2 separate regions of the Mus musculus genome follow, and region 2 is linked to region 1. Evidence: chromatin contacts called from public Hi-C data. All regions are on one chromosome and are shown on one strand. Each heading gives the region's core, a stretch centred on a gene start, on an enhancer-like site or on the middle of the called end of the contact. The rest is flanking DNA. Distances are from core to core; before and after follow the strand shown. Region 1 has its middle 78 kb from the start of Mtbp. Region 2 has its middle 4.3 kb from the start of Col14a1.

Region 1 (2,700 bases), core at 88-2,587:
TACCCAGACCAAGGTATTTAATGAATGGCATCAATGAAGTATGGAAATAATTTTTGGGTGTATCTTGAGTGTTTTTTTTTTCTAAATCTGCCTGTGTTATAGCCCCTATGAATGTCATGTACAATTGATATATAAACTGAATAAATATTTGTCTCAGATCTCCAATGCCTAGGCTTATAATTTTAAGTATATCGTGGGATGAACTGAGCGGATGGTGGCTTCGTGACAGTCTCAGAGGACTGTGTGGGTGTGAAGACAGGCCATGTCTCTTTCCCATCAAGACTGGTCTTAGAAGTGTTGGCAGGGTAAGTTAATACCACTAGCAACTCAGAGCCCATTTAAAACACAGTCAGCATTTTATGCAACACAGCAAGTGTTGACAGATTTCCCCAAAATATTAATGTTTATCCCCAAATTCTTAATTTGAGTATAGTTTCAGACAGCTTTTCATCTACAATTTGAGACTCTCATTTTTAACTAAAATGTGACCCCTGCACCAAGCTCAAAAGTACTTAAATTCTCTATTGTACTGTAGTTGGGTTTTGTTGCAATTTCTTGCAATAAATGTAATGGGCTGATATTCAGAAGTCATTGAACTAACTGAAACTTTAGCAGTACTGAGATTAGATTTAGAACCATAGAGTCTGGGGTTTATAAAGACCTAAAGGCTGTGAAGCATATTTCTGTGCAGTTTTCTCGAGTGCTACCACCTCCCTGCGCTAATAAGGGGTATGATTTGCTAGGAACATGGCAGTAGGATGCTGATGTTGCAAGCTGCATAGACACCAATTAAAACTTTTTTAAAGTTCATACCATCTAAGTTCATCTTAGACATACACTGTGTCCCAGGAGCTGCATGACGGGCCACACTGACCTTGTAGCATATGCCGCTGCACTCGGGAACTCTTCTTGAACACTTTGGCATTGTGCATCGAGCCTGAAATTGAAATTTCTCAGTATGAGGAGGACGCTTCTTATCTCACCAGGCAGACCCATTCATTTGCTGGCTGGCTAGAGGTGTTTGAAAGGTCTTGCATTCCTGGCACCAAGACTTCTATTTGCCTACCCTTCAGTCATGACCCCTGTTTTACCCTAGAAAACACTGGAAGTCCGATTTTTCTTCCACAGCAACATCCTATACACAGAGACAAGTCAAGGCTGACAACAACTAACAAATGTAAAACAAGTCAAAGAAAGCTTTTAATTGGACATTTTGGTAGGAAAAAAGAGACCAAGATTAAAGTCTTCTCAGATGTCTAGTACTAAAGGTCACAACCAGCCTGGGTAAAGCCACTAGTAAATGTATTTGGCAATAATTTGGAGAACACTTTGACAAACACCTAAAAATTTTAAAACATGTACCTTTTGACCATGAGCTAGGATTGCACAAGTACACAAGACCTGATGTAGATAGATCATCTTTGTAGTGTTTGCAACCAGCTGAAAGACGAGGTATATCAATACAGTATCCTTGTACACTAACAGCTGGCACATTGATAAGAATGTTCTCTGTCTGCGTTGGCATAGACAAAATCAGTAAAATTGCAGCAAGATTCAAATCTTCCCCAAGGTTCTCATGAAGAGCCAGAAGCACCATCCTAGATACAACAGCTGGTTCTGCTTGACCTAAAGGTTTCTGCTCAGAGCAAACCAGTTGTTTGCTTGACAACACTGCCCCCCTTAGCTCTATCCCTTCCCTGCTAGGCAACCAGAAGATGCATACCTGGCTTTCTGTGTTCTTTCAGACTTGGATCAAAAGCCACTCAGTAGGGTATAAGTCCTGGCTTCCTAAAGAGTTGCTAAAAGAACTAGCCTGAATGTTGTGAGAATCCCTTCCCTGGGGAAGCATGAACAAAATATACCCTTCTTTCCCAGGTCCTAATAACCAACCAAAGTCTGATTCCACCAAGGTTTGACCCAGGAACAATGAACTTCTTGGACTTACGGAAGATTATTTGAGAAACTTCTTACAGGAATGATGCTGGAGAAATCTTCACTCAGCACGGATAATGACTGGCCCATAGCCACATCGGTGTTTCTTCCCATAGTGAACCTTTCCCTACCTATACGCTCTAGTATCTCCATATCCCAAGGCTACTTGCAATTAGGGCAGAATTGCATACAAATAGCAAGACGGTGCAAGGGGATTGGATTGAGGCTCAGGTGATGGTCCAATGATGCTCCCCGTATCCTTCTTATGACAGACTCTTGCAGGTAGGCATGGCTGAGCTGATGAGAAGGGGGGCTGTTTTGCTTAGAGGATAGCGCTTTAAAACACTGAGAGAAACAAAAACTGTGGTGAACTGAAATCTAAGAGGGCAAATTAAAGTTCACAGTATGGAGGGACTACTCAGTTCCTCTGTGATGCTTTCTATCTTCCTTTCAGGGTTCTTGACTGTGATAGTGCTAAAACATTCATCATCCATCTTGGGACAACCCATCTGACAAAGGATATCAGCCACTATCTCTTTGGTCCTTGCTTCAAGTTTTGTTTTCTAGTGAACATGATTCAGGAGCATTATTAATTTTACTCACAACATCGAACAGAAAACTGTTAAGAATAACTGGGCTATATATGGCAAGACACTGTCTCAAACACACACACACACACAAGAAATAAATAAAATAATTGGTGCAGATAGGGTGCTTGGGTCTGAGCATGGAGAAATAATAGAAACTTGGAGGAGATATTCCTGGTTG
Region 2 (2,725 bases), core at 135-2,634, 330 kb after region 1:
GAGCTGACTATTCCTATACTTAAAAAAATTCATCTTATTCCATTTATTACATATCTTAAAATATATATTTTTTGAGATAGTGTCATGTGAGTTAAATAACATGTGCTTATGGATCTAACCTATAATAAATAGAAGTTATATTCACACACTGGGGTTGTCATTTCCTTTTTTTAAAAAAAGATATATTTATTTTTATTCTTCTATGCATTGGTGTTTTACCTACAAGTATGTCTGTGCCTGTGAAGGCCAGAAAAGATTGCTAGATCCCCTGGAACAGGAGTTATAGACCACTGCAGTTAGACCATACTCTGTCATTCAGGGTTTTCTATCTTCTCTTAGTCAAAGGTTGATATAAGTTCCAAATAAGACTAACTAGTAGTCACTGCCTCAAATGTGAGTATTGTACGTTGGGATATAAAAGTGAAAATGATGATATTTTAAATTAATTTTTGGTTAGTATACAAAGAAATGTGACATTTTCATGAATATTCTTCATTCATCATTCATTGTACTATGTTTTTACACACACACACAGAGAGAGAGAGAGAGAGAGAGAGAGAGCCATCCCCTGTCCAATCCCACCCCTATGATGGTTCCCTTCCTCTCGTCAATTAGCTCCTACTTCTGTGTCACAAACCACCCCATCTTCCACTACTCCCTCCTGTTTCCCAGTCTCTTCTGACTTCATCTTCCCTCTCACCCTACTTGTTAATTTTCATGCCCTACACGCGCATACACATGCATGTGAATCTACATTCTTTTTTTTTTTTAAGATTTATTTATTTATTTATTATATGTAAGTACACTGTAGCTGTCTTCAGACGCACCAGAAGAGGGCATCAGATCTCATTATGGGTGGTTGTGAGCCACCATGTGGTTGCTGGGATTTGAACTTCGGACCTTCGGAAGAGCAGTCGGGTGCTCTTACCCACTGAGCCATCTCACCAGCCCGAACAATTATGGGTCAGAGTTTTGTTTGTTTGTTTGTTTTTGTTTTTTGTTTTGTTTTGTTTTGTTTGAGGCAGTGTAGCCCTGGCTGTCCTGGACCAGGCTGGTCTCGAACTCAGAAATCCGCCTGCCTCTGCCTCACAAGTGCTGGGATTAAAGGCGTGCGCCACCACGCCCAGCTTACATTCTTTATATTCAAGAAAACATATTCCGTTTCTTCTGAATTGGGCTTGTTTTGCTTAACCTTGTGAACTCCAGATCTATCTGTTTTCCTGGGAATTATTTCGTTTCCCTTTACAGCTAAACAAAATCCCATTATGTACACACAGCGCATTTTGCTCGATTTCATCTCATTGCACACTAACTCTAAGGCCTGAAGGAACAATACGCTTGTTTGTACCTGACGCACCTCCAACATCCAGTTGGAATGGCCTCTCCACCTGACTGACTTTTGACCCAGAACTGAAGCTGAACTTTGGGCCTCCGTTCTGATGAAATTGCCCCTGCTGTGTCGTGGTTGTTCAATGTCTTGAATAGCAAACAGCCTTGCCCACGTCTCCCAAAACATTTACCCCTCTCTTTCTGGAGATCCTGTCTCTGCCATGAGCAGTCCTCCATATGCCAGATGTGATTTCTTTTCCTGCAAATGGGGGAACTTCAAACAAGGCTGCTTTTAGCTGAGAATTCTTGAAGGGCTCTAAAGTTTTAAGAAAGCTTGCCCAGATTCACCCAGGCTCAACGAAAACCCAATTCTAGACTCTGTTTTAACTCCTGGGTCTGCACTTTTATTATTGTGATAATAATATAGACAACCTCTTCCAAATAACATGAGTGATGCCTTCCATGTATTTTTTTTACAGGTTTTGCTTTACAAAAATACATTTGAGTTTATCATCCTATATTTAGTACATTAACTCTGCAAGATTCGAATCACTCTGGAGGTTCAACTGATGCTGACTCATGCTGTCCTGTGGCACTACAGCTCCTTTCTGACAATCGCCATTCATACTCCTGAGCAAGTGATTAAGACATTCCTCATCTTTTCAACTCCGTGGCTGGGATCAAAGTCATGATGTTAATGACGCCAAGCTTTTCATGTGTGACAGCATGCTGTCAGGGCGTGCATGTTACATAAAGGGTTCTATTCATAGCATAATTGTGCTAGAGCAGGCCTGCAATTATCCATGTGCCAACCCCCCTTTCACTTTACAGTGAATTAGCTACCCCATCCAAATCCCCACAAAAGAGCCAGTGGCAGATATTGCTAGATCAATGTCATATAACTAAAAGTCAAGACTCTCGGCAATCATAATATCATCAAGAAGAGCCCTTATTTAGAGTCTTTAATTTTAGCTATGCTATAAGAACTCATTTGGCTTATTTTTGTTTGTTTAATCATTATTTTACTAAAATAATACAGGACTGGAGAGATTGCTCAGTTGCTAGAGTACTTAGCTAGAATGCACGAAGACCTAGCACCAGATAACTTGAGCAAAATGGCGCACATGTGTAATCCTAGCCCTTGGAAGATAAAGACAAGACCATGAGTTCCAAGTTATTCTTGGCTATGCAGAAGGTTGGTGGCCAGTCTAGACTGCATGAAACCCTGTCTCCAAATAAAATGTGTATGCTCAGTTTTCAAAGTCAGGAATCCTGAAAATGTGAAAAGTGTAAATAGTGCTATCTTGTTCTACCTAAATATCATCTTTTACTCCTCCATATCATCTGACATTTTTGAGTCTATACGTTTCTAGATAACATACATATGCTGACTGAC

What was found. A called contact is a pair of places that touch in the nucleus more often than the background predicts.
Region 2: a Hi-C map of liver shows a contact between it and region 1, with 1.9 times the contacts expected there. The contact joins two enhancer-like sites. A contact is called at or near these places in 1 of 39 promoter capture datasets (pre-B cells), 2 of 484 Hi-C or Micro-C datasets (the N1E-115 cell line and liver), 1 of 115 datasets of contacts at active chromatin or transcription factors (stem cell-derived neural progenitor cells) and 2 of 9 other capture datasets (embryonic stem cells and liver).

What each region holds. Positions count from the first base shown.
Region 1 is chr15:55,633,853-55,636,552 of GRCm38.p6, reverse strand. It overlaps a transcript of Sntb1 not described here. Among named protein-coding and RNA genes, the nearest start is that of Mtbp, 78 kb to the right of the region's middle. Within about 2 kb of position 1,337, at least 2 of the 459 cell types and tissues checked have an H3K27ac peak or open chromatin away from gene starts, as enhancers often do. A contact at or near this core is called in liver, where this site is marked.
Region 2 is chr15:55,302,055-55,304,779 of GRCm38.p6, reverse strand. No RefSeq gene overlaps it. Among named protein-coding and RNA genes, the nearest start is that of Col14a1, 4.3 kb to the left of the region's middle. Within about 2 kb of position 1,384, at least 6 of the 459 cell types and tissues checked have an H3K27ac peak or open chromatin away from gene starts, as enhancers often do. A contact at or near this core is called in liver, where this site is marked.